Regions from separate parts of the Dromaius novaehollandiae genome. Here region 2 is linked to region 1. Evidence: chromatin contacts called from public Hi-C data. All regions are on one chromosome and are shown on one strand. Each heading gives the region's core, a stretch centred on a gene start, on an enhancer-like site or on the middle of the called end of the contact. The rest is flanking DNA. Distances are from core to core; before and after follow the strand shown.

Region 1 (6,430 bases), core at 2,232-4,731:
GGCTCTGTAATCATGCTTGTTTTCATTATTGCACATAATGAGGTGACATATCTGAGTGTCTGTAAATCTGCAGTAAGTTAAACATAATAATGCTGGTAATAATACAGAATTAAACTACAACATTATGGAAGCATAAAGAAAGTCCTCATTGAAAAAAAATACATTTTTTTTTAAATGTGTGCCTTCAGTGCTGGAGTTAGATAATCACAAAGACACTCTTTTATTTGCCCAAAGGAGAGCCGTTGCAGGCTGGGGCAGCAACCTTGACTTGAAAATGCCCCCCCTAAGGGTGACAGGTTGATTGACTGAGAGAACAGCCCAGTCTCTAAAGCTGCTTGCTTTAAGCTTTGGCCTCCCTTTAATAATTTGCATCCAAACCATCAATGAATATCAATTATAATTGTGCTGAATTTTGTGCCATGTTCACTAAACACTGGATTGAAATCACCTGGCTACCATAACAAAGATATCAAAGATCTTAAAGTGCTACTACAAATTGGAAAGGGGGTGGGGGGGAACAAACCAAAACCAAACAGCAACTAAAAAAACCCTCTTATTTATTCTGTCTAACATATTCATTTTGGTAGGTGCAATTTTTCTCACCACTACAGGAATTATTCAAGAATATTACTCTCCTCCCTCTTCTCTAGTTTCTACCAAGACCATCTCTGCTGAAACAACCCCATCCGGTCTCCAAAGCAGCATCGTACATCGAGTGTTTGCTCTGCCGTGCCCAGCCGCAGGGCCCTGCGGCTGAGGCACGTAGCACTTCTCCAAGGCCTTGGTGCAGTCTCTGTAGGACAGACGGCACCGCAAGTGCCACGCGGCTCTGATGGCACTCCTGTGAAACACTACAGCATTGCATTAGTAACCTGCTCCTAGGTTTTAATGGAGGTACTCAAACAAGTTGGATCTGCTCGGTCCTTCTGGCTGATGGGTATGGGTGCATATTACACCTGCCCTTCAGACTGCAGTGTATCACTAACTCTGCCCAGGAAATAACACCGTTCCTGACACAGATGATCTGTGTGCCTAGTTTAAACAAATACATTTTTACATTTATATTTTGCAGTATTGAATACACCCTAACTGTCACTTCTAGTCTATCAAAAATTGAGGCTTTTGTTAGCTCAGATGCAGCTGCACGGCACCTGGCAAACAAACTCTTTCTGAGGAGGCAGACATGTGCAAGTGGATCATGGATACCTGTGCACCTACAAAAGGGTGTAGCGTTTTAGAGTTAGTGCTAGTAATTAAAAAGCAGACTGTCCAAGCCTGACTGCAATGGATCTTGTGAAGAAGCCTACAGAGTGTTGTGTGCTGCCATCCCGTCCCACTGCTGCCCAGCACTGCTAGTTAACATACGTATTATCTGTGCAGCTTCCACCCCTTCCTGCCATTTGCAGACAACAGGCCGAGGAGCTTTCCTGCCCAGGTTCCTCTCCAGCGCTGCCACCTCTTCACAAAATGGAGAAGTGGAAGTTAATTGCAGGGCTGGGATACCTCCGAGGCCGCCAAACACAACGGTTTGTCCTACACTGCATATTTATTGCTTCTCATTTCCACTCCCAATTAAAAAAGCAACAATTTGTCAAGGCCATGGGAAACAGGTGGAGGAGTGCATTGAGGGAAGCTTTCCTCTATGACTCCTGTTCTTCCTTAATACAAATGGGGTGAAAAAAGGTATTTGAATGCTGCATTGTGTGTACCCCTTTGATTTGCTCTGCCCATGTCAGCCTGTTAATGAACCAAGCTACCTTGAAGTATTTGAAGCAACATGGTGGTCATCATCCACAGATAATACAGAGTGTCACTACGTGTGAAAGAATATGGTTATCTCTAAGCCAGTATCAGTTCGGTTTTCGGTGCATTGTATTTGCTAGGCGAAGATCATGCACAGTTTCTTTCGTCTGGGCAGATATTTTTGGTTTTGCTTTGACAAGAGGGGCATAAACTATTTATGTTTGCTAGCATGGACGTGGTTTACAGGTTGTACCTATGGAAAATACAGTAAAAAGATATAACTGTGCTTGCATTTACTTTGGTCAAAAGTGGTTTGTGGCCAGTAATACCTCTGATCAGAATTTGTGCAGCGTGTAATTGTAATCATAAAACCCCCGTATTACTGGAATTCAAGCCTTTCAGGGGCTAGGGCGGGAGCGGAGGGGAGAAAACTGTTTGCTTTATGGAATGATTGCTTTGGTCCTTGTCCAGAGCTTTCAATTTTCGTTTCACCGGGGCCCCAGCGCAGCATGGTGAAAGCCTCGGAGCTGTGTTTCGGAGGAGCTCCGAGAGCGCAGGGCCGCAGGCGGCAGCAGGCCCCACGGCCTGCGAGGGGCTTTGCCCTCCAGCCTCGGCAGGAGCACCCCGGCAGCAGAACCGCCGAGCTAAGAGCCGGCGACTGACACTAGCATTTATTAAAATGTCATCCTCTAATTCTCGCGTCAGATGTTTGCTGTTGGACATGCTGCCCCCGACCTCCCACGCCCGCGGTGAGGGCCAGGGAGCCCTGCTCGCCCCGGGGGGGCCGGAGGGGGGGCGAGAAAATGCACACTGGGCTCTGCCAGCGCTCCCGAAATAAAACGGGGTCTTCCTTGCTTGCGGCTGGGCTCGAAGCCCCCCGGGCCCACCCCGCCGGCAGCCGCGCTACCTCGGCCGCTGCTCGCCGCGCAAACTGCGCCGGGAGCCCGCGGGGGCGGCACGGGGATGAGCACGGGCACGAGCACGGGCACGAGCACGAGCCCCCGCGCCGGGGCTCCGCGGGCGCGGGCGGGCGCGGGCGGCGTTGGGGCGCAGCGCGCTGCGCGGCCGCGGGCGGCTCCGGTGTTAATCGCAGCCTCGCGGAGAAAATCGCTATTGTTGCCGGCAGGGGCGGGCGGCAGGCGGGCACCGCGGACGGGGTTTGTCCTCGGCGCGCTGCGTCGCTCCGTCTGCACCGCGGTGCCGACTGGCAGCTCGTGGGGCTGCGACCGGGGCTTGTGCTTTAACAGAGAGAACAGGAGGAAGGAGACCGAGTGCCGCCTCCCCCGCCCAGCTCGCCTCTCCCCGCCCGTGCGTTTCTCTCGCGCTCTGCTCGGTCGCCGCCAGCCCCAGCGGTGGGAACCGCGGCTAGAAAACCTCCCAGGCGCAGAAAACAGCGTTTCTGGGACGCGCGCCGTGTTGAGCAGCCGTGACGCGCGAAACGCTCCGCGGGCCCGGCCGCCGGCAGCGCTGCGCGCACACGCGCGCACACACACACACACACGCGCGCGCACACACACACACACGCGCGCGCACACACACGCACACACGCGCGCGCACACACACACACACGCGCGCGCACACACGCACACACACACACACGAAGGCCGCGCAGGGCGGCGCGCAGGGGGCGCCAACAGCGGCCCCCACCGGCGCCCGCTGTCTCGCGCGCACACGCACACGCGCACGCGCGCGCGCCCCGGCAGAGACAGAGGCAGAGCCGCGCTGGCGCCCCTCCGCGCTCCCTGCGCTCGGCATCCACCGCGCTCGCCGGCACCGGCAGCCAAGGACCCCCCGGCTGCCGTCCGGCCATTAGCGCCTGGCGGGGAGGAGGAGGAGGAGGAGGAGGAGAAGGAGGAGGAGGGAGACAAGAGGAATAAGTCTATTAGTAACAACAACAACAACAAAACCCACCAACAAATCTGCACTAGCGCCTTAGTCCGCCTCCCAGACCGTCGCTTGCCTGGCATCTCTGCTCATCGGGCTGGTGGGCTTAGACTTTGTTTCAAGTAAAAAAAAAAAAAAAAAAAAAAAAAAAAACCTTCGCTTGTTCAGCCACTTCCATTTTTTCCCCCTGCAGTCTCGCTGATTTGAGGTTTTTTTGTTTTTTTGGTTTTTTTCCTTTCCCCTCATGTGGTTGGATTTGGTGGATCCGGAGCCGAAGCTGCTTTTTTCCTCGGTGGGGGGGGTGCGTGTGGCGTGCGGGGGTTTTCTCTCTGCGTTTTTCATCTTCTGCTGCTTTTTTTAATCTTGGTTTTGAACCTGAGCCGGGGAAAATGGGAAACGGTGCTTCCGACAGAAGGGGAATCTCTCCATCACTGCTGTCGGGACGTGTGCCTGTCGTGCTAGTGTTGTAGAGACAGAGCTGCCAGCTTTCGGAGAGGAAGGTAAGGGCGCCCGGGGCATCGGCCGTCTCCGTGCCCAGGGATTAGGACCGCGGAGCTTCCAGCTCGGGATTCCGGGGAGGAGGCGGGGAGGGGGGGGAACAGGCTGTTGCTGAAGGATAGGGAGAGACAGCACAGACAAGATGATCTCTGCATCTACTTCTACCCTGCAGTTTAAAAGTTAGGGAAGTCCGTGTTGCGACAGGTCTGCTTCACTGAGAGTAATTTCCAGCGAGACCAAGAAAACCTGAGGTTTGTGCATGATTGGGGTAATTTTTTTTTTGGGGGGGGGGAGGATGTTAGGTTAATAGGAAGTTAAAATAAGAGAAGTCAGTGGGTCTTCTGTTGGGGAAAAAATAGGTGGAGTGATGGCGCCGTCTATGTTCGGCTAAACTACAGTGTCACCTAGAAAATCAGTTTGGGGAATATCCAAACTAAACGCCCGTTTGGTTTTCAGCAGAAGAGGGTTCCCCCCTTCCCCAAATGGGCAACCTTGAGCCGCTGTGGCCGCTCTTTCGCTTCCTCGTCCATCGAAGACAGAGATCTTTTTAATCGGAATTTCTAATCCTTGCAAGGAGCAGCTTCGCTCTTGTGTTTAGGAATATTGCAAACTAAATGAAATGCTGCCGGCTCACTCGATGCGTATGTGTGTGTGTGTGTGTGTGTGTGTGTGTGTGTGCAACAGAGGGAGAGAGAGAGATTAAGACAGCATTGTGTTTCAGTAGCCTTGCATGAACAAGTGCACAACTAAAATGAGGGCTATTTGATTACGTTTCTTCACAGAAAACAGCCTAGCACTGCAGACGTCTTTATTTTTCCAGTGCAAATGTTATTTAGATGGAAAAAGTCAGGGGCTTTTTCTTTTCAAATAAATAAGCGAATAAGCCCCTTCCTTGCTTTCCAGATTATAAAATTAATCGTTTTTCATGGGTGGAATTCCTAATTTAGACACTTATTGTCACATTGGCTTTCAACGCCTACACCATCCTGAATAACACTGCGCAGAACTGCATTGCCTGCTAAGTGCTTCAGCAAAGGGAAATTGTTTCTAGAATTCCCTACAAGTTTCAATTTTTTTAAGCCTGAAATGCTGCACCGACCCTATCTGGAAAAGGAAGACTGTGTTATTCATTGAGATGGATGCTCCAAAAGGAGAAAATCCGACTGTTTGCATAGCCCCAGCAGCAGCTCTGGGTTTTTTTGAAAAACCGCAGCTATAAAGAGGGTTAGAGTTGGTGCTGCTTTGCCCATTTCAGGCTTCAGAGTTTGAATCATAATGTAGGAGATAGAGAAATCTCTTTGAGGGGGTTTAATCCGATGATTTGTTCTGTTACACAATGGGAGACGGAAGATGCCTTGCCATTTGGTGAGGAGATGAAAAGCTAGGCAAAGACACACATCAAAACTCAGGAGCTGTGTATGTATCCGTATGTCTGTCTCTGTTTACAGAGCAACAGTGGAGGAGACTGCAACCCAGAGAGTTTTAAAATTAGCTTGGCATCACTTTTGTCTGCTCGCATGTGTAAGCAGAAAGCAAAAAGCTTCTCGTTTATAAGAGATAAGCAGGCTTGTAAAAGTTAAAGCTGAGAACGTTAAATTTTAAATTTTTGGATAACATTACAGAGAAATATGACTACGGTTCACTTTATTAACCCAGGCCACTGTTAGGAGAAGAGAGCATGTGGAGGCTGTAACGGTTGGTGGGTGCAGTAAAACAGCTTTATTTGGAAATAGTAGCAGAGAAAATGTAATATATCTTTCACCATTCAAGTGCACATCTGCAAAATACAGGAGCTAATCAGACAGTACAAGATATTCTTAATAAAAGGGCAAGTAAGAGACCGAGTCCAGTCTAATAGGTGCAGAGATCCTGCTGTAGCATTGCCAATAATATAGAGCTAGTGATTGTAAGTACTAATATAATGATCCATTTTCTATATCCTAAGAGGTTGTAGCACATTGAAATTATCTTAAAATGCTGGCACTTAGTGGTGGTGCTAGACCACCACTAGTTTCATCTGTCTGTCTTTGTTTCTTTCTCAGATAAGAGTCTCAAGATTTCATTAACACATTAATCTCAGGATTTCCTCCGTGGGTTTTCTCTCTGCAGAGAGTTTTGTTACCAGGTGGCCACTGCAAAGGCATGTAGACATATGGGAGATAATGTTCCATCTGTAACAAATAATAGTTTGTGCATTTTTAAATTATGGCTGTAATTATTCACAATTACTTCTCAGAGTTAATAGAAAAATAATATATAAAAACAGATGCTACCAGATTTATTCATCTATTCTAGTGAAATTCTG
Region 2 (6,430 bases), core at 2,325-4,824, 140 kb after region 1:
ACTTGCAGAAAACAACAAGGTTTGAGTAAGGACCTGATTAATCCACTCTATAGAAAACACAATGGAGGAAAGTGGGGCTAAGCTCTGCCCCTTGAAGGTCAGACTATGGCATGTGTCTTGCTCACCATGCTTAGAGTAACATGTGAAAGCCAGGTCAGGGCTTTCCTGAGAAAAGCAGTTCCCATCCGTTATTTCCAGTGGTAAAAGATTTCAGTTTGCAAATCCTTCGTTGGCCTGGTTTCAAACAGAGATTTGCAGCCACCAGACGGCCAGACTATTTGGTTCCGTGGGGGTTGTCTTTTCTCAGTCTCTCTTTACTTTACTGCTGTTTCTTTGTGCACAATTAACTATTCATTGAAGCAAAACTTTGATTCTGATCCTCATTCCTCCCAGCTGTGAGGTTTAACAACTGGATTAGAGAGTCGGGCAGTAGCAGCATATTACAATTTCTGTGAAGGGAAAGGTGTTTTAAGGAGTTATCGCAACTCACCTCTTTTAGCCATGAATTCTCATCCCTAGGCCACAGCTCACCCCCCTCTCAGTTGTGCCTCTGCAAGTCTTGCTTAGCCATGCTGCAACCAGGAGCAGTGGAACGTGCCAAAATCCAGTTGTTTTAACTCCAGTAATTTTAATACTGATGTACTTTGCAATGCAACCCCAGAAACAGTTGCACTAGGATAAGGGAGGGTGGGGAGCAGGACTGAGTGACTGCCCAGATGCAGGGAAGCAGAAACCCCTTATACTCGCTCGACCACAAGAAGCATTGTAACAGAACTAAACCAAGAGCTTCTCTGCTTCCTTGCATTTTGGCTTGATTAATATCCACAAACTAAGCTGTAACATTTCAGCTCCATCAGTACAATCAAAATGGTGCAAGGTTTTTGTGTAGACTAGTCCTAAAAGTTTGTAAGATTATTCATTTAACATGGTTCATCAGAATTGGTGTCTACATTCCAAAATCATTGCTGTAGGCAGTCTTGGCAAACTGACCAGGAACTGAGTGGCTACAGAAAATGGATTTACTTGGTACTACCAGGAGGGGTTTCTCCAGGGTCAAGGCTGAAGTACATTAGTGGACAAGTTTATGCTCCCACTGTTCAGGCTGAAATTTTCTGCTGATGAATAAGAAGGCTTTGCTGCCCAAGGCTGTCAGTTCAGCAATTTCCCATGAAATAAAAGAAAAAAAACACTGAGCCTTCTGACCTTAGTGGTATTCCTTTCAAGATATATTAACAGATTTTCAGTTCTTTTTTTATAGAAAAGAATGCTTGTAACTATATTGATATCAGTATAACAATGAAATTGAAGACTATGCTACCATGTTAGCATCTTTTATATTTTTTTGTTAGTGCTGCACAATGAGTGTCTACAGACACCTAAATTACTAGTATAAACTTCTTGTAGATAAATGTTCTATATTAATAGGATCGGCAAAGATGAATGTTAAGTTTTACATGTACGCAGGACTGATCAGCTATGCAATACAAGGCAGGAAACAACAACTTGGAAAGAAGTTCTGTAGAAAAAGATCTCAGATTTGGAGTGGATGACAAATTCTGCATGAGTCAATGTTATGCTACTGCAAACAAGGCAAACATCCTACTGGGATATGTCAACGGAAACAAAACCTGTAGGATTTATGGAGTAATCCCTCCATTCTGCTTGATGCAGGTAAGGCTTCTGTTCAAGTACTGCATCAAGCTTCAAGAAAGATGCAGAGCAATTATGCAGAACCAAGAGAAAAACAATGAAATAGGTCAGAGGTCTAGAAAATATGGCCTCTGAGGAAAGCAGCTGAGGTTGTTAAGTCTTGAAAAAAGTTGGGACAATATCATAGCAGTCTTTGAATAGGTAAATAGATGCTGCAAAGAGAAGGTGAATAAACTGCTTCCCTGTGCTGGAAGCCCTAATACAGGCTTCAAGTGCAGCAACAGACACTGCGAAAAACATTCTAAAAGAAAGAGCGATCGGACATTTGGGTAGAGTGCAGCTATGTAGGATTCCTCTCACAAGATGCTTTTAAGAAAAGGTTAGACAGATACCTGTCAGCAATTATTTAGGTCAGTAGGATAGACAGAAGAATGACTTCTTCAGTTGCTTTTTATAACCATGATCTATATTTCTCTAGATAGAAATGTGACTTCTGTTTTTCACAGGATAGATTCTGCGAGTATACACCTCAAGAATTAAATAAACTAATACAGTCTCTGTGTTAGGAATAAATGCATATGTTTCTGACTTACAGTATTAAATAACAAGTGTAAATCTCACAATGACTGTCAGATCTGTTGAATAAATAAGGTGAGAAAGAACACACTCAAATGAGTCACTCTGTATGCACCAGAGTTCTGGGAAGGCAGAGGCAGTTCTTAACAGACCAAAAATGTTAACTTAATTATTGACAATGCACTCAATCTGCAGGAGGATTTTTGTGTTAGATGTGTTCGATGAAACCGATTTTCTAACAAAGAAAAATTAAGAGGCTAAGTAAAAGAAACCAAAGGTGTAAAGCATGATGTAGTTATAACTGAAGTCTTTTTAAAATGAATAAGAACAAATATTTATGACATGTATATATATATATATATATGTATATATAAAGGGGGATTTCAGGATGGTATAGTCCCTGGAGGAGTCCAAAAAAAAAAATAGGTGAATACAAATCAAATAAACTAAAATTCTTTAGGACATGAAGGCCAAGACCTAGTTCTTTACATTGGAGGATAGTGAGTGAATGGGGCCTTGTGCATAATGAGGTGATAACTCAAGTCCTATCAGCAATACGGATAGAGAAGAACGGTATTTCATAATGCGCAGTCTGGAACTACTTATTGAAATACCTGTGTGTTCTTTTTGTAGGGACTGAAGAACTGAGCTCTTTTGGGGGAAAGGGGAGAGTAATCAATACAACTGATAATTATCAAATTTAACATTGCCCTAGGGTACAACCTTCTCCAATTCGATTATATGCTATTATATTTGGCCTTACATTACTTCATACTGGAATCAACATCAGAATGAAGTATAAAGGAAACACTGAAAAAGAAGAAACATCTACTTTAACTTATCCAGTGCCATAAGGTGGCATTATGAAGGAGGGTTTAAGATGTCAAGCTGCTGTGACAGAGCAGTCCATACTGCCTCATTAGCCTATTTAATATATATATTAAAGGAAAGAAGCAACCGGAAGGAACCAGAGTGCTATACCTCAGAAGTCGTTAGGCCAGCTGCCAGCCCACCTGGCATGGGGTTTTCTTGGTCAATGCCCAGTTGTGACAGAACTTAATGTCTGCAGAACTCACGGTTCCTGTATGTAGTGCACATATTTATGTGTATAAGTTATTTATTTTTACAGCAATGCACTAATTCCTCAGGTGTGCCTAGAAGAGGGAGAATGCTCATGTTTTAAACCCATTAAATAACATTTAGCTAAGAGCAAATCAAACAGAGAGTCATTTTTACCATTGACCAGCGATAGCAGTGGGGGCTGCGGCAGGCACAGTCAGGAGCCGCCCTGTGCCGGTCAAACCCAGTAACCCGAGAGCGAAAGGGGAAGAAACGCTTAAGCGTCAGGTGTGTTTGCGCAAAGCGTCGGAAAGCTGTTACGCGCTTCCCGCTTCCTGCGCCACCTGCCGCCTCCCAGTGAAATCTTGGCGGACCGAGCATTCCCCGTGGCAAAACGCAGAGAGTTGAGATTGGCGAGGGGGAGGATAGGTGTTTACTAAGTGTTTCTTTAATCGTATTCTTTTCCCAATACCTAAAACAGTGATTGCTGGTTGGCAATTAATTGGGTCAAGTAAAATGCGGCAGCAGGAGGCTGCTCTGCCAGTGACACCCATGGTGTTCTCCCAGCCGTGCCCAGGCAGTGGCACTCGCCGGCTCTGGCCAAACCGTGTCAAGCACGGACTGTGCAGTATGAATGTTTCATGGGACAGTGCTCAGTCCTGTGCTTTGGCCCTTTTCAGTTTATAAAGATAGAGGTAGCCAGCAAATCCTAAAAGCTGCAAAACCAGACAAAGTATTAACCAGTCTGTTTTTTATTCTGGTGATGCCTTTATACCTAGCACATCTTTGCTCCACTGGAGAAGTGAGCATCTCATTTTTTTATCCCGGTTGTATTTAGCCTTAATCAGAAAGGATTCTTACTGAACAGAACTGTCTGAAGTAACCAAGTTGGGAGAAATATGAGTCAAAACCCTATCTTAGAGCAAACACCTTAAGCCTAAATGCCTAGTAGTGTGGCAGATCCAGCTGCTTGTAGTGTGTAAACTCCACGTTATCAAAAGGCAACACAAGAACAATGGAAGGAATTTTCCTCAGCTAGTGGGATTTCTAAACAACAATGTCTACTTTACTTCTGTCTCTTGAGGACATAACTAAGAGATGCATTTTCAGCAATAGTTTCAAAACGCCATGTCCTTTTGCAGGACTAGCTACAGTTACAGCTCGGTGGAGGTTTAACTTAGGTTTTCTATTGAACAGGAAATGTTTAAAACCTCCTAAAACCATAAAAATACAAACACTCCAATCATTGTGATAATTTGGTAATTTTCAAGATCATTTCTTAGATATTTCCCTCATGTGCTGCTTCTTCCTCTACCACTGGTGTATTGCTGGCTTTTTATTTTAAATGGACAAGTTCTGATGTTGCTTTTGTTCCATACTCCTTCTTTCTCCTCATCTCAGCACTGGAATTTTTCATCGGTTTTGTGCGTTCTCTCTCTCTCTGGACTTTCCTTCTTATATTCATTCTCCTTTCAATACAATCAAGCTAGTGCCTCTCTAACATTGTTGTTTTTAATCGTCCTTCACCTACCCACATTTCCAGTTACCAGACTATCACCCTTTCTATTCTTCTTTAAATTCACTGAATATATTGTCTAAACATCTTGTGTAATGTTATGCTCAAAGTCTTGTTTTATGGGCAAAGAGAAAGCACACTTTAAATACACACACACACAAATTCATTTATGGTATAATTGAAATCTTAACAGTCTAACTCAAGGATCATTAATAATCTAAATCTAATTATCACAGAAAAAGAATACTTTTATACAGGGAAAAGCTCAATAATAGTGGTAATACAGTTAATATTGTAATACACACACTTACTTTCTAATCCTTTTTCCTGGAGTTACGCTCATCCTTCCACTACTCCTCTGGTTCCTAAGGTTGGCAGCTGCAGTGAGTATGTGTGTGTGAAACAGAGTAACTGCTTTTACTGTTACCTGTATAAAACTGTGATTGTACCACAGGAAGATAAACGAAAGTAAAACAACTTAGCCTTAGCCACCTGGTCTGTTAGAAAAACTGCTGTTACAGCTAAACCAAGTAAAACAAAGCTGCAGAGAGGTCAAGAAAAGCTCAGATAGAGCCAGCCTGATGAACCTCAGTTCTGAGGCCTGTAAACTCAATACAAAGCTTACGGTCTGTTAATAGTACTGGCAATGCCACATTTCAGGGCTACATGGTAACAGTAGTATTTCATTCCAAAATCATACTCTGTTCTGGCCCTTTCATAAACATAGTTTCTTCTTCATCCATGCTGCTCACCAGAAGTCCATAATTGTCTCTTATAGAAAAAAAATCAGAGACTGTGACATGCTTTCTTTTTCTAATTGCCCTATACCTACTTCATACATTCTTCTCCCCGAATTTTTCTTATCCATCATTTTTCTAACTGCATTACCTCTTGATTCATCCTCACCTCTGATCACTTTCTACATTTAAAAAAGCTTCTAAGAAATAGAACTCTTCCATGTGCACACTAGTCACATGCAAGTGAAAATTAATAAATCACTTCCATTACTGCTTTTAAACAATATTTTTTATTCCTAGCAACCATATTAATGAGGCCAATGATTGAATATGTATTTCAAAGTAATATCTCTCATGAAAATATTAAAATGAAGTGCTGTAGGTTAGTGGATTAGATTTCTAGACTTTACATTGGAATAGGGCACCTGAAAGCCAGCTTGTGTTTTTATGACTGCAGATTTTATCACAGGAGATGTATTAGAGTTTAGATTGAGCAACTGTACAGCTATGTCTGTGTTTATACAGTCTTCTAAACTACATCTTTTTCAGAACTCCTGCATAAAATCTCTTAAGTGTTTTCATGGCTGTGGATAGTATAAATTAACAAAATCTTTTGCATATACTAAGGACCACATAGCACATTTAATTTTGAATATCCTTTCAGTATCCTTTATAAACCTCAGTTGCCATGCTATTAATACTTTGAAAGTTAACAAATTAGTTGTGGGCCAAATTCTGCAGTAAGTACACCACTCTGAGCCTCAGTATAGAACTGGATCTTTACTGGAACTGCTACAATTCAAATTAAAGTAGTGGAACTGGAACACTGACATGCTTTAAAACTGAAGCTAGGCTAGAATAGGAAACATCTAGAAAGCACTGGAGCATGCTG

The links. A called contact is a pair of places that touch in the nucleus more often than the background predicts.
Region 2: a contact with region 1 is called in a Hi-C map of brain, with 7 times the contacts expected there. The contact joins the enhancer-like site here to the promoter of ADGRB3 in region 1. A contact is called at or near these places in 2 of 4 Hi-C or Micro-C datasets (brain and liver).

Annotation. Positions count from the first base shown.
Region 1 is chr3:31,995,355-32,001,784 of bDroNov1.hap1, forward strand. ADGRB3 (adhesion G protein-coupled receptor B3) reads left to right here and starts at 3,482. Exons shown (of 31, transcript XM_026095915.2): 1 at 3,482-4,127.
Region 2 is chr3:32,138,582-32,145,011 of bDroNov1.hap1, forward strand. The region is part of intron 2 of ADGRB3 (adhesion G protein-coupled receptor B3); the gene reads left to right. Among named protein-coding and RNA genes, the nearest start is that of ADGRB3, 140 kb to the left of the region's middle. Within about 2 kb of position 3,575, at least 2 of the 2 cell types and tissues checked have open chromatin away from gene starts, as enhancers often do.